Regions from separate parts of the Rattus norvegicus genome. Here region 1 is linked to region 2. Evidence: chromatin contacts called from public Hi-C data. All regions are on one chromosome and are shown on one strand. The core of a region is the stretch at or near the end of the contact, and the rest is flanking DNA. Distances in the headings are between cores, read along the strand shown. Region 1 overlaps Elovl6 (ELOVL fatty acid elongase 6). Region 2 holds the start of Elovl6 (ELOVL fatty acid elongase 6).

Region 1 (3,728 bases), core at 94-2,593, 59 kb after region 2:
ATTGACCGAAAGTCCCGAATGAGTTTAATTGAGGTTACTTACAGGAACATGGGTCGGGGGTTACTTGAGTAGGCAATTTATAGGCGTCTCCACTATGAAAGACAAGTACTACCTATTAACACCCCCAGCAGCCATTAAACCTGGGAGTCATGCTCCTACCACCACCGTCTCATGAGCCACATGTCTCTCGCATGCCACCACATGCACTGCATGAGCCCTCCCTTTCCTCAGGAAGGAAGTGTTAGTGGCCCGGTCTTGTGAGCGGTCTTTCAGTTGGCTGTGATGAAGGTGACCCATGCCGTTCCGGAAAGACAGACAGCCTCCTTAAGCTATGTTGCTGAACCTAAGCCGTAGGGAACCGGAAGTCTCTACGTAAGGTTTTAAGCAGAAGCTGCCGGAAGAATAAAGAACTTGTTGAGATTCAGTCCTTTGCTATGACCTGCATTGTTAACACACCTCAGAGATCTGGTTGCCACAGGGATGAGGAGAACCTCACACACACCAAGTGATACTTTGTAGCCTTGTTCATTAACTTAAGACTATTGGTTGAATAAAGATGCCAACAGCCTATAACCCAGCGGAAGAGAGGTAGGCAGCGTTTTAGTTCCTGGCCTGGGGGTCTGAGGAGGACCATAAGGGAGGAAGAGAGTGCAGGTGGAGAGAGAAGGCACCATGAAGGAAGGAGAACTGACCATGAGGGCAGGCCCAGGCGGAACATGGCAAGTCATATCTCGTAGTTAATGGCAGGAAAGTAGACACGATAGTGTAGAGGGTAGATACTTGCCTGCTCTGGGGCTGTAAAGGCTCGTTATAAATATAAAGGTTTTGTGCCTTTTATCTGGGAATTGAATGATAATTGGAGGGGCAGAAACCTCTGATTGAGATTACATATTTCCAACAACAGAATGCGTCTGGCTTTGAACCCTGGTCTGTAATGCATTAGTCATTAATGGGTCCATTTTGTGATCTTACTCGTAAAAGGCTATAATGTTGCCTCATAACAATGATATGGGCTTCCACTAATTCCCAACCTCGTCAGAACTCAGAGTCATCGTTCCTGAATACAACTGTCTAGGAGTTCTGGGCAGCTCTGCTAGCACGACAAAAAGTGTTGTTGTATTGGCATGAAACACGTGTGTGTTGTCAAGGAAATTTAGTGTCAGAATTATAGGTGAGAGTTCCCCAGATTCTATCAGTAAGTTAGAGGAATCTGTTAGTACTGGCTTGGCTCTACCCTTTTCATTTAGATGGATTTGATGGGAACATAAATTCTGAAGTGTTTGCTTGTAAAGCCAGGGCTGCTGGTGTTCCAGAGTGAGGCTTTTCTGGGTGAAAGGTCAGTTGGCTCCATGTCTGAGTGACTTTGACCTCAGCATGTTAACCCGGTGCGTGTTAGCCAGGGTAATGAACGTAATAGGGAGTAATCACAAAAAGGAAGGTTACTGTGTTCTATAAGAGTGAAATTCTGTTGTCAAGAAAATCTGTGTTGTGCTAAAGTATTTTGTGAACCGTGAACTGTCATTACAGGGTTAAAGGGAAAAAAAATCTATGGTTAAAAAATTGCAGTGACTGTCTGGTCATCCCGGTCACTGCTTTTTTGAAAGGTTATTTTAATCCTGGATCCAAGTCGGAATTATTGATGTCTAGTTCTTTCTAGAACTCACAGTTGTTCCTATAAACTCTAAAGTCTGAAGTTCTCTTGACTTCTAGTCTTCTAAGGAAATAAGAACGATTAGGTTTTATTTGTTGACAGATCTGTATATGAGGAGGGATATATTTAAGATTTCCAGAGTTACTAATTTCCTTTCTCAGCTCTGATGTCTTTAGCTACTTAATGTCATGGTGCCCTTGGCCTTCCAGCAAGAAAGGGGACTCGGGGTGGGGGTGGGGGGCTAATTCTGCAGTTGCCTGGTTTCATGGCTCTTTAGCTGACAGTCCCAGAAAACACTGGAACGTGTGGGGTCACGTTCCTTGCCAGGTCTTCATTTCCCTTGATTTCCACCTTCCTCTTCCTTCTACCCCAACTTTGAGGCTCTGTGTGGTGGTACAGGAGAGGCATTTGTTAATTTAGCCTCAAAAACAAAAACAAAAAAAACCAAAACGAACAAACCAAAAAAAAAATGGTTTGAGGAAGAGACACTTGGGGACTTTAAGAAGAAATACTTAAAGGCTTGAAATATAAAGGTGATATGAACTCAGAAAACCTTGACTGGTCCCGAGCCAGCTGTCCCAAGGGTCATGCTCACTTGGCCATCGGGCACAGACAGAATAATTAAGGGAATGGTGGCCTTGCAGAAAGCTGTTCATGGGAAAACAGAATCAATAGTCATAACCTGGGGCGTTTGCGTCTCTAACTTTATTTCAAACTGGATCATATCTGTTCATAGTCCCGCCTTGCTTAGAAGAAGACAGATGAATTTTCTTTATTGCTTCTTACGTGTTTCTAAAAGAGCTTTATGTAACTTATTCAATAAGGAGTGGACTTTTTATTACAGGCAATCCTAAAATTGTATGGATTCTGTTGAGAAGCGGTATTGGCGCTGCAGGACTGACTGAGCCTCACTGTGAAAACCCAGAGTATGTTGCATTTGTCCTCGTGTAAAATGCAGAAACACCAGAGATTGTCACAAAGTGGATGAGAAGTTGAGGAACTTTATTGAGAAATCAGACCAAATTTACACCAAGGAAAACAGTAATAGAACGCATAGAATGCTGGCCTGCTGGGGTGTGTGTGTGTGTGTGTGTGTGTGTGTGTGTGTGTGTGTGTGTCTGTGTGTTTCATGTGTAAGGCTGGCTTTGAAGTCTTGATCTTTTCGTTTCTGTCTCCTGTTTGCCAGGGTTGTTGTATGTGTTGCTATGTGTTTGTGTGTTTGGAAGACTGCACCCATCTTCTAAGGTAACACTTACTAAATGGGTATTTAATGAATATTTTTATAACAAATAAAGTAAGTCTATTGCATCCATTCATCATATTGTTGTGTGCCTCACGCCCACTGCAGTAAGCTGGATTTGCTGCTGATAATTCTAAAAGTATGCATCATGTTTACAAAACAGGCAGCTCTCAGAGAAAAGATCGCCTATCTAAAGTGACGTGGGGGATTTGGAAATCCCATAGCCGGTTTTGATCGACATAAACAAACAATTCGAATAGTTCAGGTGAAAAATAATGCACACAAGAACTGCTTTGCTAAGCGCGCTGTCTCACAATGCTCACAGAAGCTAAGACTCAGTGCAAAGCCCAGAGTTGCCCAGGGGGACGGGAGCGATGCTTTGGCCGACATTTTCTAAGTGTCTCGTGATCTTTGCTTCACTGTCCAAGGTGCAGATGTAGGTGTTAATGAGCTGGGAAGCTTCTGTTATATTGAACAAATACCGATAAAACCAAACTGCAGACAGAGTTCCTGTGCAGAAGTGGGAGTCCGGCTGCTGACAGTCTTTATCCTGTGTGAATGGAAATGCACACCCGCCTATATTTATATGTGTGCGGTTCATGTACAGACACAAGCATGCTGCCTTTGATACCTTGAGGTGATTACACATGAAGTTCATGTAAGCCGTCCTAAGACGCCTAGAGAATTCCAGACAGGTCACGCCTCAGTAAGTATGTGAAGGGATTGATGCCCCAGCCCACACGATACAATGTTACTTCAAGCAAACTATCCAGTAGCTGCCAAGATGGGTGATGCCCAAACCATTGGTTGATTTGAAGATTACTTACTACTGTGTTA
Region 2 (3,684 bases), core at 614-3,113:
ACAGGCAGAAGCTACCCTTAGCTAGCCTTTTGTAGGTTCTAGGAATCTGAACTTGAGTCCTCATGCTGAGCCATTTTTCCCAAAGTGATGGCAACACCCCTTTAATTCCAGCACCAGGGGGGCAGAGGCAGGCAGATCTAGGAGTTGGAGGCGACATTGGTCTACAGAGCAATTTCCAGGATAGCCAGGGATACTCAGAGAACCCTGTCTCAAAAAGACAAAAATCCAATGACATAAAAACTCCAGGCGTCATTCTGTATCCCTGGCTGACCCGGATCTTGTTACTAGACCAGGCTAGTCTCAAACTCACAAAGATCCACATGCTTTTGACTCCAGATTGTATTAGGATTAGGGGTATTCTCTCCCCTGTCCCCCGCTTTAGACTGGGGGGTGGGGCAAGGATGTCACTGTGAAGTTCAGTCTCACCTTGAATTTCTGGCAATTTTACTAGCACCAATCTTCCTGCCTCAGCCTCCAATGTCTTGCTGGGATTAATCTAACTCTGAATGAAGTGCTTACTCTTCATTTTAGTTGGTATGTGGGGAAATGTACACCATAGAGGATAATTTCTTTCTGGTTCTAATGTACATATTTTTAAACTAAGTAGGTTATTAGCTGGGCTGTGGTGGCTCAGGCCTTTATCCCAGAACTTGTGAGTGAGGAAGAGGCAGGCGGATCTCTGAGTCTGAAACCAGCCTGGTCTACAGAACCAGTTCCAGGACAACCAGGGCTACACAGAAAAACCAAAAACATTTAAAAAAAAAAAAAAAAAAGGGTTGGGGACTTAGCTCAGTGGTAGAGCGCTTACCTAGGAAGCGCAAGGCCCTGGGTTCCGACCCCAGCTCCGAAAAAAAGAACCAAAAAAAAAAAAAAAACAAGATAAAAAAAATCCATCTTGAAAAATCACAAACTTTAAAAATATAAACTAGTAGGTTGCCATATTGCTCTCACTTCGTTCTTCCTTTAGGAAATGAAAATACCATTCCCGGGAAAATAAGAGGAGTGTTTGGGAAAGGTAAGGTTAAAACGATATTGCTGTGAGCTGGTGTTCAGCGGGATCAGCATTACGTTCACCCCTCTCCTACATTAATTTGTTCTTCCTAATTTCACAAGAATAAGGCAGAACTAAAGTAACTCATACAGGTTTTGGTATTAGACCAGTAGGTCTAATTCTGTATGCTAAATTCCTTTCCTCCATTGTTCAATAATATCCCCTCCAGGTAGCCAAACCCTCCATCTAACTCTTTCTTGCCCTTCCACGTCTGCCTTCCAGTCACCCTTGACTTCCCAAGTCATCTTCCTCAGGATCCTATCTGCACACGACCTTAAGGTTCCGCGGGCCACCTGGCCCTGTGGTCAAGGTAAATCCACGCCTAAGCTGCCCGGTAGAGGTGGTCTCAGAAAGTGCTGCGGGGTCGAGGGGGTGAGGAGAGAGCTCGTACGACGTGACCCTCTCATTCATTTGCCTGGAGTTCTCATGCCAGAGGCCTGGCAGGTTCTACTATTTCCCAATCGTTTACTCGCCAAGATTTCGGGTCCACGGGCCTCCCGGCTGCGCCTCGCACGCTGAAACTTCATTCAAAGGCCAGGCAGGGAGGCCCACGAGGTGGTAAATGGGCTGATGGATGACCTCAAGGCCACTTCCTCCCTCTTGGCGCCCTTCCCCCAGTCCACTGACCACCTTCTTGTAAACAAAACTGTCCCCCAGGGCGAGGGGAGGTCTTGCTCTTCTGCGCCCTCTCGCGCAAAGGGTTAATTTTCCGGATCGCACGAGGGGGAGGAGATTTCCCTGTAGACGAGTAAAAAGCGTGATGGACAAACGTGCGGGCACTAAGACCGCAAGGCATTCATTTCCTCCTACGGTGGATGCGGACGCTGGGAGGAGAGCCCCTGAGCTAGGAGCTGGGAGCCGAGGCGCAGGCAATGCTCAACCCTGGATGTAGCTGAGGCTGGGAGAGAGATCGGCCAGGAGACTGACGGCGGGGCAATACCTAGGGGGGTGGGTGGGGGAAGCAGACAGGAGAGCACTCAAAATAAAAGGCTCTTTACAGATTTTTTTATTTTGTATAGAGAACACGTAGCGACTCCGAAGATCAGCCCCAATGAACATGTCAGTGTTGACTTTACAAGAATATGAATTCGAGAAGCAGTTCAACGAGAATGAAGCCATCCAATGGATGCAGGAAAACTGGTAGGTGATGCTTTCGCGTGATACTGTCCCCGGGAGTGCATTAATGTCGGTATTCCCAGTCTGAGCGTGAGCGGAGCGATGGATTGCCGGCGGTAGCCAGCAGATCGCGGAGTTCTAGGGTCTCATGTCTGCAGGAGACTCTGAGGCTGCATGAAGCGTGTGTTTTGGGGGTGCCCTGTGTGAGCTGCGGCCACGCGGGCATCTTTGTGTAGATTATATAACGTAGAACGTATAATATGTGTACTTGGAATGATTTACGGAGGACGGAGGCATGTTACAATCCAGCTACCCCACCTGTGCTGTCTGTCTCCCTGCTTTCGCTTAGATTTGGGGGTTCTGCTTGGCCTCCCGCAACTGGAGCGTGCAAGGCTGTGGAGGGAGGACCGGGTCTTCTCTCCCTTTAACCCTCTTCAGCCCGCCTCTCTCTGGTCCTTTCCCTCTCCCCATCCCTCGTGTCCTTCCTTTCTCCTTGTAGTTCTTCCACTTTACTGCCCTCCCTTGACTGCCGCCTCCAGCCATAGATGCCCAAGGGTCCTGGACCCCTTCCCCACTCAGATTACTTTCCGGTTTCATAAAGACATCGGGGAGGAGGGGACAATGAAAACTGCAATAAAAATGAATGAACCGGAGCAAGTGGAGCCACGCCATTATTAAGTTTCTGTGTAAAGGAAACGCCTTTTGGACACGCTTGTCTGTGCGGAGCGCCAGTTTAGGTACTAGGAGGCTCTTGCCCGGCAGTCTTGGAGGTCTTTCCCCAGAACTTCGAATGCTGGAAAACATCTTGTTTACTGAGTTCCTCCTGTCAGTCTTGAAAAAAAATCCCTGTGTGGGAGGCGATCCAGTGTCACCTTGCAATATTTAAGAAGGGAGCTCCCTCCTTCCCGTAGACTGAGCAGTGTTGGAGACCTTTCCCTCTGGTTTAGTGCGAGCCCCACGACCTCCCCACCCCCACCCCACCACCCCCTCTGCGCAGCGGCCGGCCCTCGGGGGGCTTCCGGACTCGGGGAGGTTCCGCTGCCGCGTGCGAGGGCGCTCGCGACCTGCCTTCCCTCCCTCCATTCATCAATGGGAAACCGGAGACGCCGGCGCTCCCGGGCTGGGGCGGGTGGTGGCAGCCGCCCGGGGAGTTGCGGGAGGCGGAGGCCGGGAGTTCGCCTTCCCCAGCCGGGTCCGGAGCTGGCGGCTCCCGCCCCTTCCCGCCCGCCGGGCGCGCGCCCACCCTTGGCCTTCAGCTTGCGAGTTGGGCCCCTGGGCGGTTTACGGCGGCGACCGGGCGGAGCCAAGACTCCGGGGCGCGCGAGTTTGGGCTGTAGCATGGCGGCTGCCTGCCTGAAGCCCCGAACCCCAGAGCCACCTTGGTGCGGTCGCCCGCGTCCTCCAGGAAGCCGAGGCCGAGGGCGCAGGCCCGGGTCCGGGGCGGGATTGCACCCGCGGGGAGTCTGGATCGCCCTGTAAGGGGGCGGCCATTGGGACGCCGGAGCGCTGCAGGAAGC

What was found. Hi-C and Micro-C count contacts between places; a contact is called where the count stands out from the background.
Region 1: a Hi-C map of liver shows a contact between it and region 2, with 2.4 times the contacts expected there. The contact joins the enhancer-like site here to the promoter of Elovl6 in region 2. A contact is called at or near these places in 4 of 12 Hi-C or Micro-C datasets (the A7r5 cell line, liver and mammary epithelial cells).

The regions. Positions count from the first base shown.
Region 1 is chr2:220,795,303-220,799,030 of GRCr8, forward strand. All of the region lies in intron 2 of Elovl6 (ELOVL fatty acid elongase 6), which reads left to right. Among named protein-coding and RNA genes, the nearest start is that of Elovl6, 59 kb to the left of the region's middle. Within about 2 kb of position 1,344, at least 4 of the 93 cell types and tissues checked have an H3K27ac peak or open chromatin away from gene starts, as enhancers often do. A contact at or near this core is called in liver, where this site is marked.
Region 2 is chr2:220,736,232-220,739,915 of GRCr8, forward strand. It overlaps Elovl6 (ELOVL fatty acid elongase 6), which reads left to right and starts at 1,864. Exons shown (of 5, transcript NM_134383.3): 1 at 1,864-1,920; 2 at 2,071-2,191. The coding sequence starts at 2,103.